3 separate regions of the Mus musculus genome follow, and regions 2 and 3 are each linked to region 1. A link is a contact called in public HiChIP or PLAC-seq data. All regions are on one chromosome and are shown on one strand. The core of a region is the stretch at or near the end of the contact, and the rest is flanking DNA. Distances in the headings are between cores, read along the strand shown. Region 1 holds the start of Gdi2 (guanosine diphosphate (GDP) dissociation inhibitor 2). Region 2 holds the start of Ucn3 (urocortin 3). Region 3 holds the start of Calm5 (calmodulin 5).

What was found. HiChIP or PLAC-seq counts read pairs in DNA pulled down with a chosen protein or histone mark.
Region 2: a contact with region 1 is called in an H3K27ac HiChIP or PLAC-seq map of embryonic stem cells, with 4 times the contacts expected there. The contact joins the promoter of Ucn3 here to the promoter of Gdi2 in region 1. A contact is called at or near these places in 1 of 39 promoter capture datasets (cranial neural crest) and 4 of 115 datasets of contacts at active chromatin or transcription factors (bone marrow-derived macrophages, embryonic limb bud and embryonic stem cells).
Region 3: a contact with region 1 is called in an H3K27ac HiChIP or PLAC-seq map of embryonic stem cells, with 6 times the contacts expected there. The contact joins the promoter of Calm5 here to the promoter of Gdi2 in region 1. A contact is called at or near these places in 3 of 115 datasets of contacts at active chromatin or transcription factors (embryonic stem cells, extraembryonic endoderm stem cells and pancreatic cancer cells).

What each region holds. Positions count from the first base shown.
Region 1 is chr13:3,536,699-3,539,416 of GRCm38.p6, reverse strand. It overlaps Gdi2 (guanosine diphosphate (GDP) dissociation inhibitor 2), which reads right to left and starts at 1,342. Exons shown (of 11, transcript NM_008112.4): 1 at 1,074-1,342. The coding sequence starts at 1,118.
Region 2 is chr13:3,943,974-3,946,691 of GRCm38.p6, reverse strand. Ucn3 (urocortin 3) reads left to right here and starts at 1,343. Exons shown (of 2, transcript NM_031250.5): 1 at 1,343-1,851.
Region 3 is chr13:3,852,854-3,855,571 of GRCm38.p6, reverse strand. It overlaps Calm5 (calmodulin 5), which reads right to left and starts at 1,399. Exons shown (of 2, transcript NM_001008706.2): 1 at 1,278-1,399; 2 at 811-1,237. The coding sequence starts at 1,304. The coding sequence ends at 842.

The DNA of each region.
Region 1 (2,718 bases), core at 93-2,592:
ATACCCCCCCCACACACACACACCGCAATTGATATTCAAAATGGTCGGTTCTCTTCCCAACTCCTTTTTGCAAAAGATCAGCCCTTTTGTCACAGTGGGGGGCCGGGGGGAAAGCACAAAGTATAAAAACCTGTCTATATTTTTCCCATATTTAAGCAGATAGATACTGACGAAAACGTACTGGAGCATTAGGGACCGCCTTACATTTACATACCAGTACATTCACACTGCGCATTTATTTTCTAACCTCCCAGAAGTGTAACAAGTACAGAGAACTTAGCCTCCCCCTTCTCAAGAAACTGTGGCGGCACGCAATAAACCAAACAAAAGGGAAGCACGGGCCGGACGTGAAAAGTATTTAACAGACAAGTTTTGAGAAAATTCATTTCCCATTTCAAGCGAGTGGATGAGAGGGCAGTGAAGCAATTAGAAAAAGGGTGTTTGTTTTTTTCCTAAAGAAACTCGTTTCATGATTTTCTCTAGAAACTTAAGTTGGCCAAACTCTAGGACAAATTATCGATCAGCGATCATCCTTCTGTTTGGCTTTCTGCGCCCTGAGACTAGCTGAGTAAGCTGCTGCTGCTGCTGCTGCTGCTGCTACTCGCCACTTACATAGGAAGTGCAGGCGCCAGCAGCGACTCCCTCCCGCTCGGTCCAGGGCTTGCCTGCTTCCAAGCGGGAGAGGTCATTCACCCAAAGGGGAAGTGCAAGGAGCACAAGCTGTTTTCCCGGTCCTCTTCCTTCCTGCAGGAGGACGAGGCTGTCTCTCTCCGGCTGCTGGGCGGTTCTGCCCTCAACTTCCCAATGGGCAGGCTTCCCACGGACACGTCCCGGCTTCCACATCCTGGTTTTCCCTAACACACTACCGACGCCTTCAAATCACTGCATCCCAACAAGCCACGACCTCCCTATCCCAGACTCAACGCGGGCGAGTGGGGACGGCCCCCAAGGGGGCGCAGACACCGGCAGTTCGGGCGCGGGCGAGGCTCGTGCACACCGATGGGACCCGCCCTCGCCCCCGGGCCCGGCGGAGGCCGGCCGGCCGCGTCTCCCCGCAGCCCGCCGCAGCTCACCGTCAGGCCGGTGCCCAGCACGATCACGTCGTATTCCTCATTCATGGCGGGGAAAGGAGCGCACGCGGGGGCTCGGAGGCCGCCGTAGAGAAGGGAGCGAGAAGTCCGGCCGCTCTGGGCCCCGGGGGTCGGGGGGAAAGGGAAAAAGCGAGGAGAGGAAAAACGGAGCTGAGGAGGAGGAGAGGCCGGCCGCCACCTCAACGGGAAGAGAAGAGCAGGGAGGGGAGGGAGGGGAGGCGGGGAGAGCGCGGGGTGAGGAGAGCGAGCTCCGGCGCCGGGGCGGGGCGTGCGAGAGGCCGACGGCGCCGTCAGTCAAGGGGATCCTGCTCTCTCATTGGTGAATTTCCTTAACCCCACCTCTCCCCCCCTCGTTCCCCTCTCGCGAGAGAAGGGCGGACTGCTGCCATCTTGGCTTCCGGTTTTGCGCTTTTTTTTTTTTTTTTTTTTTAAATTTCACCCGTCTTGTGCTCCTGTGGTATGGGCGGCGACATGCGAAGCTGAGGGTCTAGTTGAATAGGAGGAACAAGGCGGAAACTGCAGCTGGGCTACCACGTGCCTGACTCTCGCGCCAAGGTGTGAGATGGAGCACGGTTGTTTAGGCTTCGGGCCACGGAGCCCAAGCTCCGCCCTTGGGACTTTGAGAGGTGTACGTGCATCGCCCTGGCCGAGCGGGGCCAAGTCGTGAGGACGCCAGCCTCTCCGAAGGTTGGCAGCCTCGTTGCCTCTGCAGCTTGGCTCCTGGCCCTGCCCCTGCCCCTGCCCGCGCGGGGCTGGGAAGACCTCAGGATTCTGTGTGCCCTGCTTTAAACTTGTATGGTTCTGTTCGAACAAATAAATGTGTTCTAAACTGGTATCCATGCTTTAGGTAAAATGTGGTCCAGAATGGCTTTCCTATATAATGCTCCGCATTCTAGCTTGTGATGCAAAGCAGGTTATAAATTTAAGAGTTGATAACCCTGGTACCCAAGCAACTGGGCTTCAACTAGTCTCTCAGGCTGAAGGCTGCCAAAATGTGCTTATAAAGGCAAATGCTGAATTGCACTATATTTTGTATGTTTGCTGTGTTTCAGCCTCTACATGCAATTACCACACTAGAGGTGGGGCTTCTGAACCATCTTTGGTGTGCTGCCTGGTTCTGGATCCTGATCCTTGTTAAAACTTTGTTGAATCTAATTAATTTCAGAGTTGTTTTGTTTTGTTTGGACAACAGAATTGTCAGGGTGCAAAGTAGACCTTCCAGTAACCCTCAGGACCATTAAAGCAACATTTGCAGGCCCCTTGGACATCAAGCTCCACTGGCTTTGAACTAGCTGTGCTGTGCCTCGGCCCTTAGCACACACCTTTAATCTTGCTGGAATACAGGCACACCCTAAGTGCACACCTTTGATTCCAAAGGTAAAACTAGTTTATTAGAAGGAAGCACCCATGTTTAACAGTGATGTCTAATTGAGTGGCTTGACTGAATCAGAGAAAGGTTTGCCAGGTTATACCCAGCTCTCAAAAGAGAGAGGGAAGGGAAGCTATTTAAGAGGCAGTACAGAAGAGGAGGAGGAAGCAGTTTTACTGTGACAGTTATAAAGGGACAGGTTGCAGAGAGGACAAATTAGACACAAGTAAAGACAGAATGAGTCAAAGAAGAGGCGAA
Region 2 (2,718 bases), core at 94-2,593, 410 kb before region 1:
GTTCCCTGGCTGTCTAATAAAAAACAAACAAACAAACAAACAAACAAACAGAAAACCTTCTCCTAGACTAGTATATACTAATTAATTGATGATAGAACTGGCAGATTTGAATCAAACACAAATCTAGTTGCACTTTACCTCTGACCTCCAGGGAATCCCATCCCAGACACCTCTTGAGAAACGGGGTTCAATTTCATATCACTCTGAAACTTGTCCGACTGGTGGGTAGAACCCAGGGCTTTGTGCTCTATCACTGAGCTACACTACAGCCCTTAGTTTCATATCTTATAAAGAAAGATAGAGTGTTTGAAGAGACTGGGTACCTTGGTCCCCTTCTTTACTTTTCCTTCAAAAGATTTATGGGCATGAAGGAGCCTTGATCATCTGAGAAGCCCACCTAGCTCTTCACCTGGAATTTCACAAAAGGAACAATCACCTGGGCTGGGGACTCTGGGTTTGACACGAAGACTACAGAGACCCAGTCAGTCCCACGGCTCTTTAAAAATTCTTCTCAGCCCAAAGTCTAAAGTGGATTAGAAATGGCATTGTGCCTAGTAAGGCTAGTTCTAACCTTATTCTGTTACCCTAAGCCTATGTGGTACCACCAGCAAACTATTTCTCATCTATGAACTAAGGGTCACCTATATGGACCCTGCCCCCTTCGAATCTTCTAGGACATATTAAGTGATGTTTGTTCTTTAAACAGGTCTTCAGAGCACTTCTAAGTATGGGCCAGACCTAACTTCCTTTTGCCTAGCTCCTTCCCCGCTGCCTCTGCCCCTCAGCTCTGTCCACACCAGATCACTGACCTACTGTGTTCACACCTCCTGCTCTCCCCTCACTGAGCATAAGGAGCTCTCAAGTGCTTAGATACGCTCCTTTCTAAACTAAGGCATTTGCCAATTGATAGTTGTTCTCTCTGTGTCTCTCTGTGTCTCTGTCTCTCTCTGTCTCTCTCTCTGTCTCTCTCTCTGTCTCTGTCTCTCTCTCTCTCTCTCTCTCATCTACCTCAACCTCTTTTCTATACCAGCCCCAACTCCCAACTTCCTTATCATTGAATTCTCTCAGAGACTGAAAACCATGCCTGGCACACAGTAGGTGTCCAGTAAATAGTGTGTTCACAGACTGGTAAAATTCAAGTGGTTTCCTATTAAAAATCTCTGGACACAGAAGTCTTTGCCAAGTACACAGTGATAATGAGCTGTATGAGTAGCTGGCTAACACTGCTGTCAGAACCCACAAAAGGACAAGGCAACAGATGAACTCCAAACCACCTTCTCTGCTTGCAAAGCAGTTTGGAGCCCCAGATTTCCACTGGGAGGGTGAGCGGGAGGGAGAGGTTAGAAGAGGCTAGAATTAGCTGGAATTAAAATCAGTAATGAAACTCTGTCCAAAGACATTGCTTCTCGGCTTACCTGTGTTTTGGGTTCTGTTGTTATTTGTTTTCTTTTGTCTTTAATTAATGAAGCAAGTTGCAAGGGCAGGAGGGGAAGAAGGAGGTGACTAGAGGAGGGGAAGGCAGGAGGGGTTACAGTCTCCTGAGTACCTGTCATCTCTGTGACGTGCACAGCCGGCTCTTGTATTTTAAATGAAATCTCATCCTAATGTAGACACTACATCTGGAATTACGATCCACCCTGTGATCTGCCACTTTTACATATATGCACAGGGGAGTGGAGCGGTTTCCATAGAGAGGAACGATCACAGCCCACTACAATCAGTACCAGAGAAGACAAAGCTGCAACCCTGAACAGTCAGAAGTTCAGAGGACCTGCAGGGAGTAGCCTCCTGGCCCGGAAGCTGTGCCCCTCGACCTGAGCATTTCCACTCCAGAGCAAAGTCCACTTACAGGTAAGGTTGTCCTCGGGACTGATTTATGAAGTGTAAATGTATTTTCTCTCAACAAGGGCTGGCTGGTAACTAGACAGCTGAGTTGTTAGCAGTTCCCGGTGGGAACTCATGGGAAAAGAGTGCTGAACTCCATGGCCAGGGTTGTGTTAAATCCGCAGAAATTGGTACCAGAGACACCAGGGAGAAATTATTCAGGGTGCAAAATGACCATTCTGAAGAAGTGGCAGATCCAATGCAGTTTGTTCTCTCTCTCTCTCTCTCTCTCTCTCTCTCTCTCTCTCTCTCTCTCTCTCTCTCAGCCCATGAGATGAGCAGGACACAAATCCATAGGTAAACCTATACAGCAGGAGCCTCCAGGGAGGCCAGGTCATAGCAAGAGAGGAAACTTTTAAAATTTTTCCTGGGAAAACTGTAGACAGTAATTTTGCAGCACTGTTTTCTGCACATATGTGTGCAGAAACACATATGTGTGGCTTCAAAGTAAGAACAACAACAACAAAAGCCCTGTGCCTCAAAGAACACGCTTCTCCCTCAGTAACAGGTAATAGCATGTATCTGCACAGACAATACATCTAAAAGGAGAATGGAAACTATGGTTTCCTGCAAATTAATCTCCTTAAGTGCCTAAATGCTAATCTGAATGTCAGTTTATGTAACAAATATTTATTGAAGATGTGATTTAGTTTAAGGCTCTGTTGGCTCTCTCTGCTGCTACCGAGGTTCTCAAGAGCCCCAAGGAACCACAGGGAGAGAAAATCTCCACATCACAAAAGTCTGGCACATCGCAGAAGGAAAGGCCAAAGAAATACAGAATTCGAAGTGGCCCAGGTCTTTAAGGTGCTGGCTTGTAAATTCAGGGCTTACTTC
Region 3 (2,718 bases), core at 150-2,649, 320 kb before region 1:
TAAAATATCTCTGGGGATAATGCAGTTCAGATACAGCATCCATGCATACACAGAAATACATGCATATATTGAGATACACACAGGGATACATGCATGCAGTGACATGTACACTTATACACACATACAGGCATACATCTCTAAACCCATGTGGATATACATGGAGAATATAGACAAACATGTACATACACAATGCACACAGACTGGCTTATGAAGACAGACATACACATGTGCAGAAGCACAAATATAGAGACAATTCTCACCCTCTTTTTTTTCAAGATTTTCGCAAAACAGGCTGTGTGTAAGAAAGAGGGTGACTTTTCTTTGTGCGGGTGCATTTGGTCCTGCCCATCCCAGGGCTTAAAGCTCAAAACAACTACTTCCTCCATGTGACCTCCCCCACCACATACCAGTACTTACCTTTCCTCCTTATGGGGAACTAGGGAAGACAAGAGGTAGGCAGAAGGCTTCTCCAGTTCTATGGAAGCGATCACAGGCCCAAAGTATGTATTGTTGGAAGCCCTTGGGATTCTCCTTTTTAGTTAAACACCAAGCACACAGAATTTGCATTTTTATTTAAACTGTTATAAGAGCCCTGGGAGGTAGGAAGTGCCCATTCCACAGCAAGAGGGAGAGGAGAGACACACCCAGGGAAACCATCCTCTGACCAGAGTCTCAGCAGGCAGAGAAGGGACTAGTGAGCAGCTCCAGATGGCACAGCATCCAGAGCCAATAAAGTCTTCCTCACTCATGAGATAGTTTCCATACACCACACAGACTTCTCTTCTTTTTAACACCACCACAAAAGCAGAGCGCTGCAAGAAGGCACAAGTGCCTGTCAGAGTCAGTCAGATATGTGGACCTTGTATACAGTCTCAATGTAGTGACTCAAAAACTGCTCATAGTTCACCTTCCCATCTTGGTCTGCACCAAACACATGGATCATGCCCTCCAGCTCCTCCTGGGAAAGCGGCTCTCCCATCTTGGACAAGCCTTCTTTGAGCTCATCCACAGTGATGTACCCATCACCATTCTGGTCAAGGACACTGAACATAGCCTGCAGCTCCTGCTCTTTAGTGTACTTTTTGATGGACTTAAAGAATTCTTCAAAGCTGATCTTGCCATCACCATCTGTGTCCAACTTGGAGATGAGAGCCTTCAGTTCCTCATGTGAGAGGTTCTTGCCCAACTGCTTCATTACATCTCCAAGTTCCTGGACGTTGATATGGCCATCCTTATTCTTGTCAAGCCAAAAAAAAAGGTCTGAAGTACTCGGCCACCTCCTCCTTAGTAAACCCGTGAGACATCTCTGTACCTTACAAAGCTTCTGAGCTTGGTGTCAACTGGATGTCAGTCTGCTGCTCCTGCGGTTTCTGGTCCAGTGCTCAAGGCTACTGCTGGGCTCTGAAGCTGTGCCTGTTGAAGAGCTGAGCTATAGGTAGCCTTGCCATGGCATAGGAACCCCCTCCTTTTCTGTGATTGGAGCAAAGGGAGGAGACTCCCCACCCTCCTCTCCTTGCCCCCAGGCATGATGCTCCTCCCAGGGAAGGACAGACAAGGAATGACATCATTTTAATGGATGAGAAGATCTGTGGATAAGTTGATAGGAAGTGGCCTGGAGGGCATGGGACAAAGCCTGCCAGCCTGTCCTGGCCCACATAGCAGACCACCCCACTGCATGGACATCTGCCTAGACACACTTCCCCTGTGGCTGATTTTCATAGAGGCTTTGACCACACTGGTGGTTTCAAGAAAGCTTCCCCAATTTCACAGAGACTCACTGGGGAGAGGCACATGTGTCAAAGAAGCTGTCAGGGATCAGGATCAGCAGTCCTTAGTGGGGTTCAGTTTAGTACCCTTCTCAGCTCTTATCCTAAGGGTGAGCTTGATGGAAAGGGGGAAGTACCAAGTCTTCCTAGATTTACCTATAGCCTTCACTGCACTCGCTAGTGCTGGGCAAGAAAAGAGGATGGGGCTGTCTGTCTTTAGCATCCAGGAAGTAAGGAGCTGGGTATCATTCTGCTGCTGTGGCATCCTTTACAAAAACAAGCGTGAAGTGTGAATTCAGAGGTGAGAGGAAGGATCTCTCATCTCCCCTAGTGAGTCCTACAATTCCGCAGCTAAGTCCAGTGTTCTCTGGACTCTCTGGTTCTCCATTGGAGATGAGAGATGTTCATTCCATGCACAAAGCAGGGAAAGAAACTTAGGTCAGAGAGTCTTGCCTGGGTGGGTGCTGCTTCTTCACTGGAAGGCAATGTGTGGCCAGCAAAGTCCAAGGACAGGGCAGCCGTGACAGGAACTTGAGCACTTTGGGATCTCCTGTACCAGCCCTAAGCACACTAGTCCACTTGGGACCCCTTACCCATGGCCTTCTGTGTATGCTCTACATTCTGAAAGGAAACCCATCCCTGTACAACCTGGGACAGGTTATTGGATTTAGACCAAGACCTCACTCTTGTGGGGTAGTCTTTAAGACTTTCCAAAGGTGGGAACATCGCTTGTGACTAGACATTTGCCATGTAGTACCCAAGATGAGGTTCAAGTAAGCCCCTTTTTAACTGCTGATGACTCTGCCTTCCTCCACTCTTGCACAGCCTTAGGAACAAACTTCTTTATTATCCTACTGAGAAACTTAACAAATTCTACCTGTCTCTAAGTCAATCAGTTTAATGCATCTCTGAAGTGAGAAATACCCAGATTCTCTGGCACTCCACCCTGGCT